Linked DNA regions of Mus musculus: region 2 is linked to region 1. A link is a contact called in public promoter capture Hi-C data. All regions are on one chromosome and are shown on one strand. The core of a region is the stretch at or near the end of the contact, and the rest is flanking DNA. Distances in the headings are between cores, read along the strand shown. Region 1 overlaps Grb2 (growth factor receptor bound protein 2). Region 2 overlaps Llgl2 (LLGL2 scribble cell polarity complex component).

The links. Capture Hi-C pulls out chosen DNA fragments and counts their contacts.
Region 2: a contact with region 1 is called in a promoter capture Hi-C map of liver, with 1.9 times the contacts expected there. The contact joins two enhancer-like sites. A contact is called at or near these places in 1 of 39 promoter capture datasets (embryonic stem cells), 4 of 115 datasets of contacts at active chromatin or transcription factors (the 230-238 cell line, double positive thymocytes and embryonic stem cells) and 3 of 9 other capture datasets (adipose tissue, liver and pancreatic islet).

Annotation. Positions count from the first base shown.
Region 1 is chr11:115,669,228-115,672,316 of GRCm38.p6, reverse strand. All of the region lies in intron 2 of Grb2 (growth factor receptor bound protein 2), which reads left to right. Among named protein-coding and RNA genes, the nearest start is that of Grb2, 38 kb to the left of the region's middle. Within about 2 kb of position 1,691, at least 82 of the 459 cell types and tissues checked have an H3K27ac peak or open chromatin away from gene starts, as enhancers often do. A contact at or near this core is called in liver, where this site is marked.
Region 2 is chr11:115,831,024-115,834,160 of GRCm38.p6, reverse strand. The region is part of intron 1 of Llgl2 (LLGL2 scribble cell polarity complex component); the gene reads right to left. Among named protein-coding and RNA genes, the nearest start is that of Llgl2, 8.5 kb to the right of the region's middle. Within about 2 kb of position 1,495, at least 73 of the 459 cell types and tissues checked have an H3K27ac peak or open chromatin away from gene starts, as enhancers often do. A contact at or near this core is called in liver, where this site is marked.

The sequences.
Region 1 (3,089 bases), core at 442-2,941:
CTCCAGTACATACTTACTGTTTCTTTATAGTGTTGTTGTTGTTGTTTAGATTTTTGTGAAGAATCTTTAAATTTTTCTAGATTTATATATATGTATGTGTGTGTGTATAGACACACACATATATGATAAATATAACAAATATGAATGGTAGTGTTGGGTCTCCAGGAGCTGGAGCCATGGATAATTGTAAACTACGGGTGGGTGCTGGGATTTGACCTGGTTCTCAACAAGGACAAAAAGAGCTCTTAACCTCGGAACCACGTCTTTAGCTCTTGAAAATGTACTTACTATGCATATGGGTATTTCACCTGTGTGTCTGTCTGTGCACCACATGGAGTGCCCAGGAGGCCAGAAGAGGATTTCTGACCTGGAACTAGAGTTGTAGCTGGTTGTGAGCTACTGTGTAGGTGGTGAGAACTGTGTGTGGTGGTGAGTTTAAAATTACCAAGATTGTTCCAAACATATGTAAAAACTGATTCCCACTGGGCAGTGATGGCGCACACCTTTAATCCCAGCACCCAGAGACAGAGGCGGGTGGATCTCTGAGTTCAAGGACAGCCAGGGATACATAGAGAAACATGTCTTTCTGAAACAAAGCAAAACAAAATTTAAAAGCCACCCCCCCAAAAAAACCAAACAAACAACAACAACAAACCCAAACAACAAAAACACCTCTATTCCCATGGTTTGGAGGTGAGTATTGACTATCTGTTGAAAACATGTATTTAAGCTGTTGGAGCCATTTTTTTTTTTCAATTGTAAATAAAACAAAAACTACGTGTAGACATTTGTCCCCACCCTGAAGCAGCAGTTCATGTAGGAGTGTCTCCCCCCACTCCCCGCCCGTGTGTGTTTGTGTTTGTGTGTGTGTGTGTGTGTGTGTGTGTGTTGGTACTGAGATAGTGTCTTCAGGTAGCTCCCGTTGGCCTTGAACTTGGGGTGGCGATCCTCTAGAAACTTCCAAGACTAGACCTAGGTTAGCAGACAATTGCTTCAGGTGAATAAAAGTTAAACTTAACATCCCAATACATTCTACTCCATACCTGAAAACTGTAATAGTTTGAGAATATAAGGCCGGGGGAAAAATGGCCACTGGAAATCTTAAAGCACAGAAGGCCATGGAAGCACGATTTTACAAACCAGATCAACTCTTTTCCCTCCTGGTGCTGTAGGCTAGAAACTCAATGATGAAAAGTGAACGAAGGCTCCTAAAAATAGACATTCATGACACAAAACCCTCTTCTGTGTGAAGGAAGGATTACAAAGGCTGCGTGTGGTTCTGTTGTAAGCAGCTGGACACAGTAGCCACATCTTAGTTGATCACACTGTCTGATCCTTGTAATTTGGGAGACTACTTGTCATTTCAGTCAAGCGGGAGTTACTGGTGCTGGTCACCACAGCCCACCGAGCACATGGAATGGCACACACAGTTCCCTCTGAGGTAGACATGAGATCAGGCTGTTGTTCTTGTGACCCTGAATTGAGGGTTTGCCACACCACTATTTGCATTAACACCTCCTGTTATTAGTGTTTCAGATCCTTGTCTTCTCTGTGGGTTGTGACAGTTTCTCTGCACCCAAAGTGCTAGTTTTCTACACTTCCCCGTGTGTGGGTGCTCAGAGAGAGCTGTAGACTACAGAGCAGAGAGGCTTCTTGTATCTGGGACATGCCAAGTACAGTGTGGTCTCCGCTGGCCCTGCCCCCAGCCTGTCAGGAACTTTGTTCCTTCCAAGCCTTCTGGCCCTGCAGCTGCCTGCAGGAGGCCCTAAATGTGGTAATTAGCAGGACTGCCTTTACTTCAGCAGTAAAAGGAGGTGTAATTTAACTTGCAGGCAGGACTTATGTTTGTCTAGAGTTCCTCCTGAGAAACTCTGAAGAAGGGTTGTGACAGTCTGAATTTTCATGCCTGTTTTCCTCATGAAAGGGTATGTGCTCATGGTCTTGCAAACCTTAGGTGTCTGTTTTTTTGGTGTGACAAGACACAACGTGAATTAGGGTATATTAGTTAAAGTGGAGCATTCAGAGATATATTTTAAAGGCAGTTTCAAAGCATGCTGCATCTTTTTTTTTCTTTAAAGCAGTGTCAAAAGGCTGGAGAGATGGCTTAATGGTTAAGAACCCTTGTTTTTGCAGGGGTCCTGGGTTTGGTTCCAAGCACTCATATTTGTTTGTAACTCCAGCTCCAGAGGCTCTGTTGTCCTTATTTGACCTCCTTAGGCACTGTGAATATACATGCATGCATACATACATACATATGTGCAGGCAAAGCCCTCATACACATAAAGCAAATAAATAGAGGAGGAGGGGGAATATGTGTATGGTGGAAAGGGTTTATATGGGCTACCCTGCCCTGAGACTTTATGTGAATGGTTGCTAAGAATGGAGGTGTATTCTGGTCATTGCTGTGGGCCCTGACAGGTACACAAGCTCCTGTGAACCAATCCTAGTAAAACACACTGGGTCACAGCCATACTCCCAGACAGAAAGTAAAGTAGGATTGGGTTAGTTGGTGTGTGGGCAGTGAGTGGGTAAAGCGAGGAGAGTGCTGAGCATCCACCTCAGCAGCAGAGCAGTTGCCTGCTGTGGTCAAGGCCTGGGCACCGTCCCCATCATGGGGTGGGTGTGGAGGGGTTGTTGGGGAGAGAAGCAAATTTAGATTCTTTAGACACTGCATATGTGTTTTTAATGTTAGCTGTGGAGACTTTAAAACACATAGAATTACCTCTGCCTAGTCAATTTCTCATTTTTAAAACTTTAGGATTTATTTATGTTTGTGTTTTGTCTACATATATGCATATGTGCCCACTACATTCAAGTTCAGAAGGTGTCAGATGCCCTTAGTCTGGAGGTTGTAGACACGGGGTTGTAAACCACCATGTGGGTGCTGAGAACTGAGGACCAAGTAGCCAGTGCTCTTCACCTCTGAGCTGCCTCAGCCCTGAGATTTCTCACCTTGCCTGGTTTGCTGCCGTGAGTGCTTGCTTAGTAACCTGGGCTTCCTAATACCCTTGAGCCTCTCAGGTCTGTGGCCAGATGCCAGCCAGGGGCGTCAGAAACACTGAGTCTTCGCTCTGCCCTTTAAAGCCTGC
Region 2 (3,137 bases), core at 246-2,745, 160 kb before region 1:
TTTCTTGATCGGTGCCTCAACTGGACATGCAGGGGAAGGACCTGGGGCAGTTTTAGCAGGAATACCCAGGTCGGGGTAAGATGGGCAAGGAGCCCATCAAAGACTCACATAGCCAAGCCCCGTGGTGCTGGGGACCAGGTCTGGTCCTATGAGGCTGTGGGCTCTCTAGGTTAATCCTAGATCTGCCTTGCTGCTAATTCCCAGCTAGCTCCCTGAGCTCTGACTGGGCATCTAGAAATGTTCCTTTTCAGATGTGCATGGTGGCACACGTGTAACCTAGGTCACTGGGGAAACAGAGCATCAAGGGTTTAAAGCCATGAAGGGTACAAAGTGAGACCCTATTTCCTGCCACTCCCTAAGGAGGCCTTTCTTAAGGGCCACAGCGGAGCCCAAATCAAGAGAAGACATTCTATCTGTACCGAATAAAGAAAACAGCTCAAGACCCCCAAGCCACTCATCGACCATAGAAAGCATTCCCAGCCCAAGGGGGGAAACTATTTCTGTACTCTCCTTGGGGGAGGGGCTGTGAGTGGGTGGTTTGACTTTCAGCGCCCAGTAGCAGTCTCCTGCTGACCATCTTTGGCACTGGGCATGTTCCTAGGAACACAGGGGCTCACTCAGGCCATTACAGAAATGGCTTCCTTCATTCCACTCTAGACGGAAAGAGAAAGCAAACATAGCCGCCAGCTCGCTGAACGCTGCATGTAGGGTCAGGTAGACAGGCCGACAAAGTGTGCTAAGTACTTAAGCTGGAGCAGGGACGGGACACCCAGCCTCCACTGGGGAAGGGGGGGTGCTTCTTATCTAAACCGAGGCTGGAAAGATAGCCTGAAGGTTGGGGGCAGGGGTGGGTACAGTTCAGAGGCAGAGCACTTGGTGGCAGTGTACAAGGCCCTTCATCCTCAGCTCTGTAATCAATCAATTAAAGGGCCAAGACTTTGCTTATGAAAAGACTCTGGATTTAAGACTGGGGCTCCCCAGTTGCTGGCTGCGGATAGAGCCACATCCCCTGCAAATGCAAAGATCAGCAGGACAAGCCACTTCCAAACCAAACACCAGGGACCAGTCCCTGGGGAACTGTCACCCTTTGGGGACAATCAAAAGGTCATGATTTGCAGTGGGGGAGGGGAGAGAGACTAGGGATTTCACATTTTTAGGGAAGCAAGACCACTGCAGAGCCTCCCACTCGTGGGGATGGGTGGGGTGGGGCGTGGGGATTGGTGGGAAAGTCTGGGTACCCACCTGAGGTCCCATAACAAGCCAGAGAACAAGCATGGGGCATCAAGTACTGGGGGCTCCTGGGACTGGAGTGAAAACAGGCCCCAGACTTCGGCCATCTCTGCCTCTGAAGACAGCTGAGCTGGCTAGCTGAACATTCCAGCCGTGGGGGAGGGTGGTGCAAGCTCGTAAATCAGCAGCTACGGCTCCTGGGGTGCAGGCGCTCCCCTCCCCAGCCGAGGTCACTAGGTCAGAAGGCACAGGAAGCTGGGAATGACTCCCTGGGAAAGGAAAGAGACCAGCGGACTCTAGGGAAGGGACAAGAAGGGACCAGGACCATCTGTACTAAGGACCCCACAGGAGCTCAAAGTGACACGGCAAAGTGGTGAGTGGCAGGAAAGAGGGGACATGCCCCACTTGGTCAGGAGGGCAGAACACTCGGTGCAGGCTACCTACCCAAGTGGCCGTCGGAGCACTTGCTGTGACCAGCACTGTTCCAGACCCCCTGAATGTACCTGTTGATACGTTTTAAATGTTTTGGTTCAAGTTGTCTAGGCTCACTGTAGAAACATCAAATCACTGAGGGTGAATCGTCCTCCAGAGAACCTCAGGAAAATGTGGGGACCAGGTTCTGACCACCTCTGTTGTTTGTGTGCTCAGGGTAAACACTACACATCAGCTCAGGCGGAGGCCACCTGAGAGGCCAGGCAGAACACACCTACCTGACAGAGGAAACCAGGCCACAGACTAAGCAACTTACCCACGGTCACCACTGCATAGGAAGCGGCAGAACTCAGAGCTGACCCCCATGTATGACTAACTCCAGAATTGAGGGGCTTATAAAGGCGTCCATGAGGAATGGCTATTACAGGAGAGCTAATTATATGGCTGCAGTCAAAAGGTAGGGCCACGCGCACATACTCCCACAGGCCATGGAGCTCAAAGCTAACCAAGCAGTTTGGGACCAGGTGCCTGGTCACTGCTTTCAGAGTGTTCTTAAGAACTAACCTGCAGGGCTCAGTGACCTTGTGGGGGACCTACTGCTGGGGACCCCATTGGCCAGGGAGACAGAAGAGCGACCTAGGAGCTGGGACCAAGGTGGAGGTAGAACAGGCTTGGGGCCAGTGTAACTGCCCCAAGGCAAGGCATGAAAATACCCCACCCCTTCTTAGAGGAGGAGGAGGACAGGTGCGGGCCTGGCTCAGTTCAGAAAGCCCCCTCCCCCACCCCAGGCCTTCTACCCCAGATAAGCAAGCTCTCAGAGGAGCCTGGAAGTCAGGCTAGGGCTGTGAAGTCTGATAGGGGATGATCCTGCCTAGCCTATGCCTGGGAAATGGGGAGGTTAAAAGACTAAGGGGGCAAACCTACAGCCCCCCAGTGTGCCGACTCCTGAGGCAGACAGGCCATGAGAGATGCCCTCTGGCAGGAGGGAGAGTAGAGTGGGGAAGGAGAAAGTATACAAGATGCTGAGGTCAAGGGCGCTGGGGGTGGGGTGGGGGTGGGGAAGCCTCGCTGAGAGTTACTGGTCAGCCTCTTGGCCCTATGTGTTCACAGCACTCTACCCGGGACACTTTGCCTAGGATACCGCCACATAACCCCACCGCTCAAATGCTCCCTCGCCCCAGTCTACAACTGTCCCCTCCCTGCTACTTTCTCCTCGTATCCCCTACTCAGGACCTCGGTGACAGGTATTACCGGCCACATAAGGTTTAGGGCAGGGCTAAGGGTCAGGCGGGTGGAAGAGCATGGTGCCGTGGGCCAGGATAAGGAGCACATTCCAGGAGCACTGGGGCAAGTCCAGGCTGAGATCATGGAGTGACTCGCATAGCACCTCGCAGCACAGACACACACCGGAAAGATGAAAAAGCCAGCCGGCCAGAGGCAGGGCCGCAGGGAAGGCCGCTCCGTCGGGTCTCACC